2 separate regions of the Mus musculus genome follow, and region 2 is linked to region 1. The links are chromatin contacts, called in public Hi-C maps. All regions are on one chromosome and are shown on one strand. The core of a region is the stretch at or near the end of the contact, and the rest is flanking DNA. Distances in the headings are between cores, read along the strand shown. Region 1 has its middle 53 kb from the start of Pinc. Region 2 has its middle 65 kb from the start of C530043A13Rik.

Region 1 (3,209 bases), core at 260-2,759:
TCTCCCATGAGGTCACCCTTCCTCTTGTTCTACCACCTGCAAAGAACTCAAGTACCTCTCCAGTTCCAGAGAGGTCAGAGCTAGGGGAGGCTAGAATAGAGGTGGAGGATTCGGTGAAAAGGCTGAGTCTCTTCCAGAAGTCTCTCTTAAGTCAGACAAGGACATTGTATTAAAAGACTAGTCAGAGGCTCAGTGAGCTCAAGATTGGCCATAAAGCATTTTGGGAACAGATCTAATTTTTCTTTTCTACCCTAAAAGCCACCTTTGTCCTTTCTTTCTGCTGGGAGCTTCCAGATGATATCATTAGTTCACTTATGCTTCCAGATGATATCATTAGTTCACTTATGCTTCCAGATGATATCATTAGTTCACTTCTGCTTCGGAAGGCAGGAAACAAACCAGGGCTTCAGTGCTGATTGGTGATTCTTAGAAGCTGGGAAGGGAAGCTGGGTTTGATTAGAGCTTGTGGTCTTCATGTACTAAATATGACAATGAATCCCATTAGTCAGCACATACAGTGCATATTAATCACAAAGAAAAATTTCAAAATGGAAAGTCAGAGCAGGCCCCAAGGTCCTCTGAGAGTTTCTGATCGGTAGGGGCCGAGCTTAGGTCTTTGCAAAAGATGCTTCATCCCTTGGGTATTGTTGCACATGGGATGCAGGCTGTGTGGGTCCTCCCATTCTCCTTACCCATAAGAGACAGGCAACATAGTTTCATTTCACAAGAGAATATGTAAGGTAATAATCAGAAAGTGCTTCAAAGATGACTGACGTCCAATGAGATTTTATTAAATTTTCACAAAGAGCTGTTGATGATGACGAATTTCTCAATGTTATCGCCTTCCATTCTGGCCCAGCTGTGTTAATAGAGGCAGTAAACTCATAAAATGTCTGCTCTATTTATCTTTTTCCATCTTCCTTCTATCAATAAAGTTTTACCAGTTTATCTGGTTTTTCATTCGACTTTTCTACAAATAACATTTTTTTTCTCAAGGTTAGCTTTTTTGGAAGCTTCTTATGTCAGGGCAGATCTGTCACTTACTGTCTCTAAGTGACCATCTGGCTGCTGTGTGGATGCTCTATGTAGGTCGTGATGCTCTCGGGAAGCTGGAGAGCATTGAACATTTTATAGTCTTGAGTTCTTTAGAGCCTTCCACATGTCTCTTAAATACTCCCCTCAGAATATGCACTCATAAACCATATTGAGAAATGCCACCTAAAATCACAGGACCATACATTCCCTCCTTCTCACTTGACAGGCAGGGAGGATTAGCAACAGAACATTGTCTTGCCCCCCAAATAACCAAGCTGATTAGAGACAGACAGTGTCTCAGATTTCCAGAAGGTCTCTTCACAACCTTTATGCTCTTTCATGCCTTACCCCCAAGTCCCCCTTTCCCTCTCCCCCAGGGAGTCTGAATCATCATTTACAAGACTCATACTGCGAGGAAAGAAAAGAAGTACGGAGAAGATTCTCATTGCTCAGTGCAGCCCCTGACGACAGATCCCCCGGTTTCCCCTCTTCACAGCCCGTAAACTGCTGTGTAAAATTTAAAAAGCGTGAATTTACAGAGCCCAGGAGGAGCCAAGAGGCAAAGACTCAACTCCACCAGTGACTCGGCATACCGATGAAGCTGGAATATGAGGTCTTGCCAATTTCTAACCAATAAAATATCTCCTGTGCCTTTCCAGATCTTCCTCTTTCCCACACAACAAGAAATAGAGACACAATGAAGGGTTTAAGTTAACAAGGAACAACAAAGCAAAACACCCAGCATGACTTGAGCTTTTGGGAGCACAGCCGGGTCACAGTATCCTGTCTGTTGGGATTATTATTTGTCCACGGATCCCTTGATCATCCCGCCTGCTTCAGTATCTCCCAAATTTCTATTCCAAGGAAACTTGATTACTAAATGAGGATTGTTGTCCAAATGGTTCTAGCTTCCAAAATGGTCTGGAGAAGTCTGGGTGCCTGGCCGAGTCCTCCAGGGAGATAGACAAGTGGTAGATCTAACTAGCCTGTGTGAACTGTGCAGCCTTGAGACTCTGACAGGCTGCCTTAGCTCGGCTTAGCTCAGAGCCTCAGCTTTCCTATCCCTAAAAGGAAGAGAATTGGTCTGGTAGGAATCTTGAGATCTCTTAGTCTGATATTTACTGGTTCTTAAGCAAGTCAGGGGCCCAGTGGGTGGGGGTGAGACTGTCAGGGCAAATGCCATTGGAAAACAGGAGCTGCTGAGCCTGTCCGGTGACTTGTGCTGTGTGGGCCCTATGCATCCTATCTGTTTATCTAGCTGTGGTCAAGCAACATCAAGTTGACTGATTTTCTTATGGTTGAGGTGGGGAGGGAGGGAGGTAGTAAGGGAGAGAGAGAGAGGAGAGAGAGAGAGAGAGAGAGAGAGAGAGAGAGAGAGAGAGAGAGAGTAGGTAAGAAGAATATCATGACATTATCAATGACTAAGGTCAAAAAATTATGATAATAGTTCTTGGTGAGTTGTTTGAGGATAAATGTATCTTAATATTTATCTTTTCTATAACTTAAGAAGGCAGCCAGATATTGTTCTCAAACAAACTGAGATGGAGGCAAGGATTTTGCTTTATCATCAATCACTTTGTGACAAAGTGCATGTATGGGGCCACCTTAGTCGATCTGGTAACACTGTAACAAAATATGGCTGGGTAATATATAAAGAATAGAATTTTGTGACTCCTAATGATATTCTGCTAGACTCAGTGTCTTACTCAGGTGTCTTATTCAGCCACCATCAGAGGGGCTTCCTCCTGCAGCAGAGACCCCAGCAAGATAATACATAAAGACAGACAGGCAAACAGACAGACAGTTTGAACATGCAGCTCTAAACGAGTTGTCTCCATCAATCCTTGATGGAGCTCAGGTAACCCTGCAAAAGGGTTTGCAGAAGATGATGAGGATAGAAGGAACAGAGGACATCAGGAGGACAACACCCTTTAACACAACTGATCAAATCTCCTATGGACCCTCAGAGACTGAAGTAGCAAGCACAGAGCCTGCGCAGGTCTGCACCAGGTCCTCTGCGAATATGCCATAGCCTTCAGTTTAGTACTCTTACAGGACTCCTGAATATGTAGACAAATGGGTCTCTGATTCTTGTGCATTCTTTGAGGTTCTTTTATTTTTCTGTTAGCTTATCTTCTCCAAATTCAATGTGATGTTAAAGAAGAGCTCTTCAG
Region 2 (3,209 bases), core at 517-3,016, 130 kb before region 1:
ACCAGCAGCCTTCAGATGAAGATGTAGAATGTCAGCCCTGCCTGCACCATGCCTGCCTAGATGCTGACATACTCCCACCTTGGTGACAATAGACTGAACCTCTGAACCTGTAAGCCAGCCTCAAGTAAATGTTGTCCTTTATAAGAGTTGTCTTGGTCATGGTGTCTGTTCACAGCAGTAAAACCCTAACTATGACATGTGTATATTCTGGTTATTAATCTTTGCATCATTGTATGTTTTCAATATTTTTTGCTAGATTATTTCTTCTCATTTTTATTTTAGTATTTTTGTTCTATATATTTGATATTTATTTTGATATAGATAATTTTACCAATCTTTTTAAAAGACTTTTTAAATTAGATATTTTCTTCATTTACATTTCAAATGCTATCCTGAAAGTCCTCTATATCCTCCCCCATCCTGCTCTCCAACCTAACCCTTCCCACTTCCTGGCCCTGGCATTCCCCTGTACTGGGGCATATAATCTACTCAAGACCAAGAGCTTCTCCTCCCAACGATGGACAACTAGGCCATCTTCTGCTACATATGCAGCTAGAGACACGAGCTCTGGGGGTAGTGGTTAGTTCATATTGTTGTTCCTCCTATAGGGTTGCAAGACTTTATTTTTTTTAATTTCATTTTTGTTGTACATTTTGAAGCCCTTTAAACATCAAAACTTTAAAAAATATGCCATGATTCTTGAAAAGGATTGCTTTACATGGACAGCTTTCATACCCACTCAGTTTGCTAACATTAAATACAAGTTTGCAAAGGGGTAGGGCACAGATGTAATAAGAATGTTTTTTAATATTAATAAATAATTACCTTAGCATATATTCTCTGCCCCATACATTTTCTAATATAGTTAGAAATTTCTTCACCATCAGAGAAAAGAAACACTCTATGTTAGAAGACTTTCTGGCATTCAAACAAAAATGGGTGCATAATAAATATACCACTGTGTGCTTTCAGACCTATGGGTTCTAGGTTGATAATTCTCAAAGGGTTGTTCTGTTCTTGTCAGGACCAAGTGGCACTTGTGTCAACTGCTGGCGCCACATCCTTTCCAGCCTGTGGCAGCCTGCTCTGGCCTCAGAGATCAAGTATTCAGTGTTGTAAGTGTTACCCTCAGGTTCACCTTATGGCTTGCTCCTAGCTTGGCAAGTCGTGATTATCACAGAATTGGTACTTTTCCTGCCAGTCAATCATTTTTTAGAGACTCAAAGAATTAAATCATTTCTGTATACTAATACCAATGAACTTTAACCATTTCTTGAGAAATAAACTTGCCTTTTTTAAAAAACAAAAAAACAACAAAATGACCTTTGATTTGAATTGCCTCTTATAATCATCCATTTTGCAAACTTTGTGTTTTATTTTCTTGATAGGCAAAATTCTCTCTCCTATATTCCCTTCATATTTCCTGTGAGTCCCTTCTTCATGTTCTCTGGGCTTCCCTCCATAGCTATAAACAGGTATGCCACCCTTATTCACCTTGTTCTAGAGGAAAAGCATTGAAACCAGTCCAGAAACAAACTACACGCATCCAGGCACACATGCGTTCCCTTCTTGCCATAAAAAAAAAAAAAAAATGATTCTGGGTCTTAAAAACCTTGGCCTGGAAACTTTCCTGGGTCCTGGATCAGTCAATTATCTTCCCCAATTATCTTCCTTCACATCTCATAGCAGACAGTTCTATAAATATCCTGCTGAGCTGACCCAGGGACGACCAGGAACTGTGAGACCATGGCAATCAATCGTAGGCTTTGGCTTTTCTGACGTCTCCTCCCTGCTTTGTGTTATTTTCTTCTCCAGCGTCCCCCGGTCAGCACAGAGAGGACTGAAGAAGTGTTCCTCCTAGGTCAGGAGGCATGCTGAGGGTGCGCTGGTCATTTCAGGCCACTTTCCGATTCAAAACCAGGGATTTCAACTATGCCTGCCAAGAGCACCTAGTCATTTAGGGTCAATCGCATCAGCTGCCCTGCTCTGCTCCATGGTAAATGGGGAGTTAATTGTTTTCCTTCCAATCTGAAGAGCCCTCAAGTCTGTTCATGGCTGCCAGAAGGAGGATCATTCTGGTTCCAGGTCTTGCAAGTTCTCTAGAGATATCAGCCATATGCGATTTTTAAAAGAAGAAACTGTTTCGATATTTAGGTATTAGCAACTAATAAAAAAAAAACAAAACAAAACAAAAAACACTGAGAACTAAACTTTCTATGGCCCTGGTAAAATATGTCTCAATCTCCGGGTCACTAGCGGTGACCTCCAGACGAAATGGTATTTAGAACCTCTTCCAGGACTGAAATGTTACACTTTAATTACCCAAATGTTCTGGATTGAGGAAAGAACTTGTGTTTGAAAATGAGGAAGATTTTCCTGGCTTTCGGCTCTTATATTTTGAAACAGGTGACCAAGGAGAATTGCAAAATACCCTCCAAGTAACCTTGAAGAATAAGGCACCTCATTGAGTCTGGGATTTGTTATAAACAGTTTCCAGGCGGGAGATGGGAGATATGTTCCCTTGCTATTCTTTTCAGTTGGGGCATCATGAAAATGGTCTTTTATGAGTTTCATTTCTGATGTCCTCAGAGCCTTCTTGGGGAAGAAGGGGGTGGTAGTTTGGTTTCTAATTCCCAGGACCTTCCCAACTCGGTTCCTGGAATCATCCTGGGGGACTCTATAAACTGAGATTTAAAGTTCCAGCTTGAAGCCGCCTCTCTAAGGTTTAGATTGGGTTTCATAACTTGGAACTGAAGTCAGGGCAGCAGTTGGAGTGTGGGTGAAAATGTCTACAGCTCTGCTTGTCAGCACGCTAATGCAAACCAGAGAGGCAGTAAATACAGAAGATGAGCAACGGACGGCGGCAGGGAATGGAGACTTTCACCCTCACTTGATTTTCATAAAGAGTCTCCCCTTAAGAAAATTTTCTGGGATAAATGACCCAGATCCATTTTGCTTGTGGATTAAAAACACCTAGGAAACCCACAAACATCTTTTATATGCAATGTGTGCTCAAGGCCGGAGTCGACAGTTCAACAGGCAGAGAGAATGCAGTTTAGTTACTGAGTGTATCAGGATAAATACTAGGTCTCTTATTGCAAAGTAACCATAGTAAAGTAAACACATCACCACCCCTAGAAAGAGACAGAACATAAAGGCCAGAGTGCCAGACAGAAATGTATTTGCTTATTAATCAGAACTAGTCCAAC

Evidence for each region. Hi-C and Micro-C count contacts between places; a contact is called where the count stands out from the background.
Region 2: a Hi-C map of uterus shows a contact between it and region 1, with 5 times the contacts expected there. The contact joins two enhancer-like sites. A contact is called at or near these places in 3 of 484 Hi-C or Micro-C datasets (the N1E-115 cell line, nephron progenitors and uterus) and 1 of 9 other capture datasets (embryonic stem cells).

Annotation. Positions count from the first base shown.
Region 1 is chr1:73,458,676-73,461,884 of GRCm38.p6, reverse strand. No RefSeq gene overlaps it. Among named protein-coding and RNA genes, the nearest start is that of Pinc, 53 kb to the right of the region's middle. Within about 2 kb of position 1,509, at least 7 of the 459 cell types and tissues checked have an H3K27ac peak or open chromatin away from gene starts, as enhancers often do. A contact at or near this core is called in uterus, where this site is marked.
Region 2 is chr1:73,593,753-73,596,961 of GRCm38.p6, reverse strand. No RefSeq gene overlaps it. Among named protein-coding and RNA genes, the nearest start is that of C530043A13Rik, 65 kb to the right of the region's middle. Within about 2 kb of position 1,766, at least 7 of the 459 cell types and tissues checked have an H3K27ac peak or open chromatin away from gene starts, as enhancers often do. A contact at or near this core is called in uterus, where this site is marked.